Linked DNA regions of Oryza sativa: region 2 is linked to region 1. Evidence: chromatin contacts called from public ChIA-PET data. All regions are on one chromosome and are shown on one strand. Each heading gives the region's core, a stretch centred on a gene start, on an enhancer-like site or on the middle of the called end of the contact. The rest is flanking DNA. Distances are from core to core; before and after follow the strand shown.

What was found. ChIA-PET counts read pairs in DNA pulled down with a chosen protein or histone mark.
Region 2: an H3K27ac ChIA-PET map of leaf shows a contact between it and region 1, with 4 times the contacts expected there. The contact joins the promoter of LOC4340908 here to the promoter of LOC4340905 in region 1. A contact is called at or near these places in 1 of 15 Hi-C or Micro-C datasets (panicle) and 1 of 4 datasets of contacts at active chromatin or transcription factors (leaf).

Annotation. Positions count from the first base shown.
Region 1 is chr6:12,890,322-12,894,732 of ASM3414082v1, forward strand. It overlaps LOC4340905 (damage-control phosphatase At2g17340), which reads left to right and starts at 2,218. Exons shown (of 12, transcript XM_066311594.1): 1 at 2,218-2,540; 2 at 2,628-2,693; 3 at 3,769-3,835; 4 at 3,930-3,987; 5 at 4,102-4,242. The coding sequence starts at 3,813.
Region 2 is chr6:12,945,888-12,949,939 of ASM3414082v1, forward strand. LOC4340908 (AT-hook motif nuclear-localized protein 10) reads right to left here and starts at 2,336. Exons shown (of 5, transcript XM_015786084.3): 1 at 1,669-2,336; 2 at 465-517. The coding sequence starts at 2,248.

The DNA of each region.
Region 1 (4,411 bases), core at 968-3,467:
ATGGGACCCATATGTCAGTCGCACACAAATAATAAAAAATGGTGGGCACATGAGGACCCACACGTCATCCTCACTACCCTCTTCTCTCTGTCCCCCTCTCTCTTTCTCCTCTCTCCCTCTTCTATCGCTCTCCAGCCAGCGGAGCAGGATGGACGGCGGCCGGAGTGGCGGAGCAGACGACGGCAGGGCGGAGCGGTAGCCAGAGCGGGCGACGGCGGGGTGGGAGAGGAGCGGCGGAGTCGGGTGGGAGAGGAGAGACGCAAGCGAAGCCGCTCTACTCGCGGAAGCAGCACATGGGGGGCCGCACCGAAGAGCATCCCCATTCGTTAGCCGGGCTACCTCTCTCAAAAGCAGCCGCAAGGGCAGGCCAGGCCACAGTGCCTCCCTCGCGCTTCTCAGAGCATCTCCAACAGCCTCTCCAAGCCAAATTTTAGCTACTCTAGCAAAAAAATAAACTCCTCCAACAGCCTCTCCAACTGGATGGCCAAGCCATCTGGCTGGCCAAAACACTCCCTCCCTTAGCCAAATTTGGCCAGCCGAAGTCACTGGCTAACGGTGGTCCCCACGAAAACACGCATGGGAGATGGATCGGGGCAACGGTGAGGGAGGGGCGACGAAGGCCCGCGAGAAGCGAGACGGCTCACGGCGAGGGCGCGACGGCTCGACGGCGAGGCGGCTCGACGGCGGGGCGCGACAGCGGGGCGCAACGGTGAGGCGGCTCGACGACGAGGACGCGAGGGCTCACGGCCGCCGCTGTCCGCGCCCTCGCCGGCTGCAACCTCCGCCATCGTCCGCACTGTCGCCGGCCACGCAAGCACCGGCCTCGACCTTCGTCGGCCGCGCCGTCACCCGCCGCAACCGCCGCTGCCGTCCGCGCCCTCTGCTGTCGTCCGCGCCATCGCCGGCCGAGACCGCCACCGTCGGCTGCGCCATCGCCTCCCTTTCCTCGCAGCGGCTCCTTCTCGTCCTAATCTGCACGCCCACGCCGTCGTCCTCGATCTACCGACACAGCGCCGCCGTCGTCAGCATCCTAGTGCAGCGAGGGAGGGAGGGAGCGGCGGCGGGGCGGCTCGACGCCTTCGCCACCGCCTCCGCAGCGTCACCATCATCCGCGCCGTCGCCCGCCGCAACCTCCGCCGCCGTCCACGACCTCTGCCGTCGTCCACGTCGTCGCCGGCCGCGACCGCCGCCGTCGGCCACGCTGTCACCTTGCTTTCCTCACTTTCGCCGTCGCCTGGCACGAGCAGGAGCACGAGCAGAGGATTGGAGAGAGGGGGAGGAAGAAGAAAGAGAAGGAGAATCACATGTGGGGTCCATTGGTTATTAGAGAGTGGAATGTGGAGAGTCTGTTGGAATAGAAGACAAACTTGACTCTCTAAATTTTTATCGGGCTAGCCAAATAGGTATTTGGAGTCAAAAATAGTCATTCAGTTGGAGATGCTCTCAGGCGATGGAGGTGAGCCCTCCCAATTCCTTGCTTGTTAATTTCGTCAGACATTTGCACACGAATCCTCACAGATAATTAATTCTATGTGATTAGATGGTGACAATGTCAGCATTAAACTTTGCAAAACCATAAAAGCTTTGGTAATTTGATGCCTTGTTTGTGATTTAGCAATGATAGGAAGCAATGTTGAATTGGATAGATCTGCCAATGCGGTACCAGTCAATCTCTTAATTCTGAAAGTCTAATTACTGAATCTCGTCGGTTACTTGCACACGAATCATCACAGATAATTCCTGCAAATTGGTTCATCCTGAGATTAGATGGTGACAGTGTCAGCATTAAACTTGCAAAACGACACGTGCTTTGGTAATCTGGAACCTTATTTGTGATTTAGCAATGATACAAAGCATCAGAGTGTGTTGAATTCAATTCTAAGTTGCATTTGCAATAGCTCTCAGCCTTGTCAATTACACATTGGACAAAGACCTAGGCAAAAGGAGTCACGTAGGCGCCACCTCAATAGAAAACCAGGCACAATACTACCGAGGGACCTCATTTAGACGGTTTCGTAAGTTGGGGACCCATCATACTCGGTTTTGTGACCAAGGGGCGAAAATCGGATGGGCGACAAATAGAGGGAGCCATAGTGAACTTCTTCTCTCTGCAAAGCCACAGTCTAATGGGCCAGGCATTAGGCCATTTCGGCCTCTAAAGCCCATGTTACGTGAGCAGAATATGCATCTGTGGCGAGCGGCGGTTGCTTCCCCTTCGCCTTCTCCTCCGTCTTCCTCGCGTGCAGAATAACCACTTCACCGCCGGATCTCACGGCGCCCCAAGTTTAGGCGGTTACCTAACCACCCCACGAATCCCAGCCGCCGCCGCCGACGAGCAGGAGGAGCGATCTGACTAGTAAGCCGGAGCACATGGAGAGCTCGTCGCCGTCGGTGCCGTTCCCGCTGCTGCAGGCGCCGGTGGAGAGCACGTACAGGGCCTGCACCATCCCCTACCGCTTCGCCTCCGACAACCCGCGAAAGGCCACCCCCGTCGAGATCCAGTGGATCGACCTCTTCCTCAACTCCGTCCCCTCCTTCAGGTAAGGAAGGCCTCCTTGCCCCCTGCCGCCCGCGGCGGATTCTGAGCTCTACTCGGTCCGTGTTGATTTTGATCTCCCGCAACGCAGGCAGCGCGCGGAGAACGACCCCACGGTGCCCGATGCGCCCGCCAAGGCCGAGAAGTTTGCCCAGAGGTATGTGCGCATCCGCTTTGGTTAGTGATCGATGATTGGTTGATGATTGCGCACGTTTGTCTCCTGGAACTCAAGGTAAAGGTACTGGTAGGTAGTGGTGGATGGTACATGCTTGTTTGCCTGAGATAGAGTAGTACTTTGTTTCTATTTTTGGGTGTGGATGCATTTCCGGGGCATCAAACATATAATGTGCGAAAAGACCCTTTAATATGGAGTTTTCACTCATTCTTGGTCTCAAAGGTATGCCTGGTGTGTTTAGCATGTGTCGAACCATGGTAATATCCCCTTGTGTTTAGTTTACGGATTGAGGTTAGCACTACTTATCCTTTTCTTGCCATGTTTTGCAGCCAAAGTATTGCACAATTTTAGTCTTTATGAATTGGAAACATAATCACCCTTCCAGTCTTTATATTAGTGTTGTGGAATGTGCCATTTGTGTTACCCTGATAAATAAAATTATGGAGGAAGGCACTCGTTGGTCCTGGGAAACTGGAATTTGGATGTGCATCCATTTGAATGTGCCAAATAACCCCCAGATGTTATTACCCCTCTGTGCTAAAAGACATGTCATCCTAGAATAGGGTGTAGTAAAAACATGTTTATTTGGACAATATTCCTAAAAATACATAGTTTTGGTATATATGAAAATGGTGCAAGCAATCCATCATGAAAAATATTCACAACTCTTTTCAAATTAGTCCTAACAAAGTTCAGTTTCAAGGTGGCATAAATTGTTACTGAAAAGTAAAACATTCCTCTTTTACTGGAGGCAATACTAATTTGGCCATCACCAGAAAAGTTGTGCCCATTTTATTTTGGTCATACAATATTTGTCTGGAAAATGAAATTGTCTCCATTTATATTGTTTTTCTTTGTCATGACTTATGAATATAGTCCAATTTTATGTTTCAAGAATCAGACATTTAATTACCATTTGGTCCCATGGCTCTTTTACTGCTTCCGGAACAAGCATGTCTTTGCGTCGTGCATTTTCTCCAGATTAATATTAACCAAACCAACTACTGGGCAATGCTCTAACATTTTATTATGTCTATCTATTGTATATATGGTGAAGGTACACTGCAATGCTCGAGGAGTTGAAGAAGAACCCAGAGAGTAATGGAGGGCCACCAGATTGCATTGTAAGATATTGATAGATGAGCTCTTTGAACTACAAAAGAAGATCTTGGATTACTGTGCACTAACTCTTCGAATGAATCTCAAGCTTCTTTGCAGGCTTCGTGAGCTAGTCCTTAGAGAACTGGGATTTAGGGATATATTCAAGAAGGTTAAGGTAAATGCCAACAAAGGTTTTTCTTGTCTTCAAATACTACTTTGGAGTCTATTGTCGTGACAATTTTACATGGTTGTAATTATCTATGCTTGATTGATGATTTTCCATGATTAGGATGAGGAGAATGCTAAGGCTATGTCACTCTTTGAGGGCGTTGTTCAGCGAAATGATGAGATTGAAGATGATGGAAAACGAGCAGAGAACTTGATCCGTGGAATCTTAGCAGGAAACATATTTGACTTAGGATCTGCACAGGTATGTTTTGTCACTTGATGATTATTTTTGTTGACCTTTTCCTGTGGATAGGGCTTCACAAAGGGTTTTCCGTAGTTTCTGTTGGTGCACCATTGGCTTAGTGTGAAAGGCCAATCAGCGTGAAGGGCAGAACCAACAAAATTTTCTTCATTATTTCCTTCTGATTTTT
Region 2 (4,052 bases), core at 1,086-3,585, 56 kb after region 1:
TTCATTTGACTGGTGTGCATTCAAGCAGGGAGCTTGATGAAACAACTAACAAACTAACTTTACACCTAAAGTGTATTGAATAGAGATAGACCGTACTTGTTGCAAAAACTGTTGACAAATGGAAAGTTAATCATCCTAGAGAATTAAGCAAAGCTTCATCACCAGTACACCAAGAAAAAGACATTGTATTAAAAAATTAAAAGAAATTGATATGTAAAGCATGATAGAGAAACAGCAATCACATAGTAAGAACAAACTTTGCATCAAAAACTATAAAAAAGGACCTTCATTGGCACAATAAATACTGAGTACAGCTAAAAAATTAAAAACAGAGCATATTGCCTAAAAGGGCATGTACAGATTTTGTAAGTTAGACCACCAAATATGATGATATCTTAATAAAAGAAAATCCTAACACCACAAAAGGGCATCTCTAGGATATGCCTGGGATAGTAACACTGTACCTCTCCAACTTGCACTGTGATGACGCTAGGCTTCAATCCAATCACACTAGATCCTGCAAGAATTCAAAGAAAATTTTCATATTAATGAAGTACAGATAATATTGTAATAAAGATAAACTGATGATTCAAAGCACTCATGAGCATAAGGCACTAGATAGAACTAACACCTTCCAAATGTTTCACAATCTTTGGTATAATTCTTGAAGAAATAGCAACACAGGATTCTAAGAGTAGCCATGCATTAGGAAACTAACTATGAGAGGCAAAAAAACAATTGCAACTATTGTTATTAAAATCCCAGAATCAAATTCAAAAAGGGGTGAATGGCCAGATAATTCCAGCTAAGAAACAATTGCAACTATTGTTACTAAAATTCCCAGAATCAAATTCAAAAAGGGATGAATGGCCAGATAATTCCAGCTAAGGAAAAGGATAACAAATACTCCCTTTTTCAACAAACAATTAATTTTAATGATGGAATTAGAACATCTTTATTGGCAATGTAGATCAACAAAACCCACAAGACAGGGTTTACATAAACACCTATTCCACAGACATCAGAGGATAAATGAGCTAAAACCACAATTACTCATAAGCAAAAATAGAACTAAAGCAGTGTTACTTTTCAGAATGAACTAGCAGGACAGGTTCTCATATCCATAATATGATCACTACTACACCAATTCACCTTGAAGCAGTGATCCTGAATACAGTAGAACAACTGAACACAACCCACGAACTTCCAGTTGGGTTCATCCTCAGAAAGAAACTTCCAGCAACTACTACAAGCGCATAGCAACACCAAGGGCATAAAGGTCATTATCATCATCAGCAGATATTCCATTCCCTCCCCCCCACAACTCTAGTCCCCTTCATCCTCATGCCTACATACTCTTATGGCGTGCTGCTGTCTGCTTGTCACCACGACAACAACCAAAAAATACCAGATGCCCTTTTGCCCATACTGATTGAAGTAGCATTCTCTCACTCCCTCGCAAAATAAACCAATTTAAGAGAGAATTTGATATAACCTAGGATAATGAATCTGAACAGAAGGTTATGTCAAATCCTCCCTAGATTGGTTTGTTAAACGGAGAGTATACAACTATACATGTATCACAAAGGAATACCATCATATATCCAATATAGTAACACGAAGTGAGTAGTTGCTACAACAAACAAGGCACAAGACAAAGCATTATACCTGGAGCTGCTGCCTTCTTGTGCTGAGGCCGCTGCTGCTGTTTGTTGCCGGAGCCCGGCGGCCGGCCCCTCTTCTTGTGAGGTAGCACGCGCCCGGATGCCGGCGGAGCCTGACGTGGCGCCGGCTGGCTCGCCGCGGCGCCTCCGTACGCGGCCAGGCCCGACGAGAAGCCCGGCGGCAGCGTGGGCGTCGCCGGAGACTGGGCGGCGCTGGCGCCGGCGGCGGCCGCAGCCTTTGGCGGCGAGGGTGGCACGACGGCGAGCGGCACGTCCGTGACGGCGTACTTGCGCGGTCGGCCGCGCTTGCGCTTGTGCTGCTCGGCGGACGCGGGCGCACCGCCATTGCCGCGGACGGGCGGCGACGGGGCGGCGACGGCGGCCGGCGTCTGGTACACCGGCGGCGGCGGCGTGTGCTTGTACACCGCGATGCCGTCGTGGGTGTAGGCGAGGCGCACCGCGGCGGCGGCGCCGTGCGGCGGCTGAGGCTGCAGGGCCCCGCTCTTGCTCATGCCCACGCCGCCGTACGCCGCCGCCTCGCTCGCCGTCGCCGTCGCCGCCGCCGACATGGCCCCTCCTTGCATCCAACAACAACAGAATTTCTCCGCAAAAATCACCCCCCAAGACCTCGCCCAGCTACCCCCTCCGCGCACAAACGATTCCCACGAACTCGGAAATCAGCGCGGAATTCAACGAGATCAAGAAAGCGCACGGGAGAGTGTACTCCAGCTCAAACACTAGCAAACAACTGCTACAAACTCCCCGATTTTCTCTTTTCTTTTCCCCTTTTTCCTTTTCACAAGATTCGTTTTTTTCTTTTTCACAGTTGCGCGGAAATAAGGGGAAAAGCAAAAAAAAAAACAGAGAGAATTTTCACCGGGAAAATTTTCTCGCTACGAAATACGGCCAAAAAAAATATAAGTACACGGAAAAAATAGAGGAATTTATCGATGGACGAACCAAGCCGCGCTAAAATTCCCCATCTTATTATTCCACCGTCTCCTCACAAACTCCACGGCTCCTCGAAAATTTTCACGACCAAAATTCTCCAAGAAATCTACGACGAAACAAAAAGAGAGACTAGAGAAGAGAGAAAAATTGGATTTACCGGAAAATCAAAAGGTGAATAAAATAGCTTGAACCCTAGAAATTATATATATATATATGGAGAAGAGAGGAGTCGGACTCGGTAGCGGGACACTTTTACACTTTAGTCCCCTTAAAATCCGCGGAATTCTCAGGCGTTACTTGGTGTAGCTAAATTTGGCCGCTCTTTATCCCGTATTTATAATTTCCGCGTAACCGAGGAGTTACTAGAAAATTCAGTTGGTAAGATATTTTTCTCTTTTTCGTCCGCGTTCACATGACCCGGCGAACGAGCTGTTTCCAAATTTATTTTCTCGAGGAAAATTTTGGACGCGTTCACACGAGTCGCGGTGGGACGTAAGCGATTGATTAGCTGTAGCTTTGTCTTGGAGTATTTATTTACTGTTGTTTTTTTAAGTACTAGTAGTACAGAAAATTAATGCAGCGATAAAACTTTTGGGGATTTTCACGTGCCCCGTGCTCGAGGACACCAATTATTCCAGCTTATGGTGGTCCCACTTGTCAGTGAGATGGTGGGAGAGAGAGTGAGGTGTGTGGGGGACCGGTGGGTCCTGCGTGGCTGGGTCAACGTAGGTATCTGACGCACACCCGGTCAAAGCGATGGATAAATGCGGTGGAGAACATGACGGTCTCGTGTGGGTGGACGTTGTAGATTACTGCTCCGCATAAAATAAATTTACTAAGTTTAAATTGTGTTCTAAAATAAATTGATTCTAACTTTATGAGTATTTAGAAATTTTATTTTTAAATACCCTTTAACTGCTCAACCTCCAATGCTACTTTCTTATTATATGCAGTTGATATTACATTGATAAGGGGTGTGTTTTTTTTAATCCAAGATCTCACGTTTAATACCCCGACACATACATAATTTTTTCATAAAAAAATATTTGTAGGGACGTCTTATCCTTCAAATCTCTTTTTCTTAAGGTGTTTTTTTTCTTTTCTCCTGCTTTTTAACATTTTCTTAGGATGATAGGAGTCGTTTTATTTTAGGAAAAAAGTGACTACCCCTGATGTTTTAAATGTATCGTTTCATTCCAGGGCAATTTACTTCCTTGTTACCAAAATAAATTAAGCACTCATATCCTGAAGCAATTTTAGTGGTGAGAGAAAAGGACTACATTCTTAATTAATAGGAAAGTAGTATTTATTGGGGGAGGTAAGAAGTATTGAAAGGATAAAATATCACGACATATAGACCAAAGGGTAGAAATCAACTTACCTTTAGACAAAGTTGCATCCCTGTGAATCCATATGTTTTAAGGATGGATTAGGTAG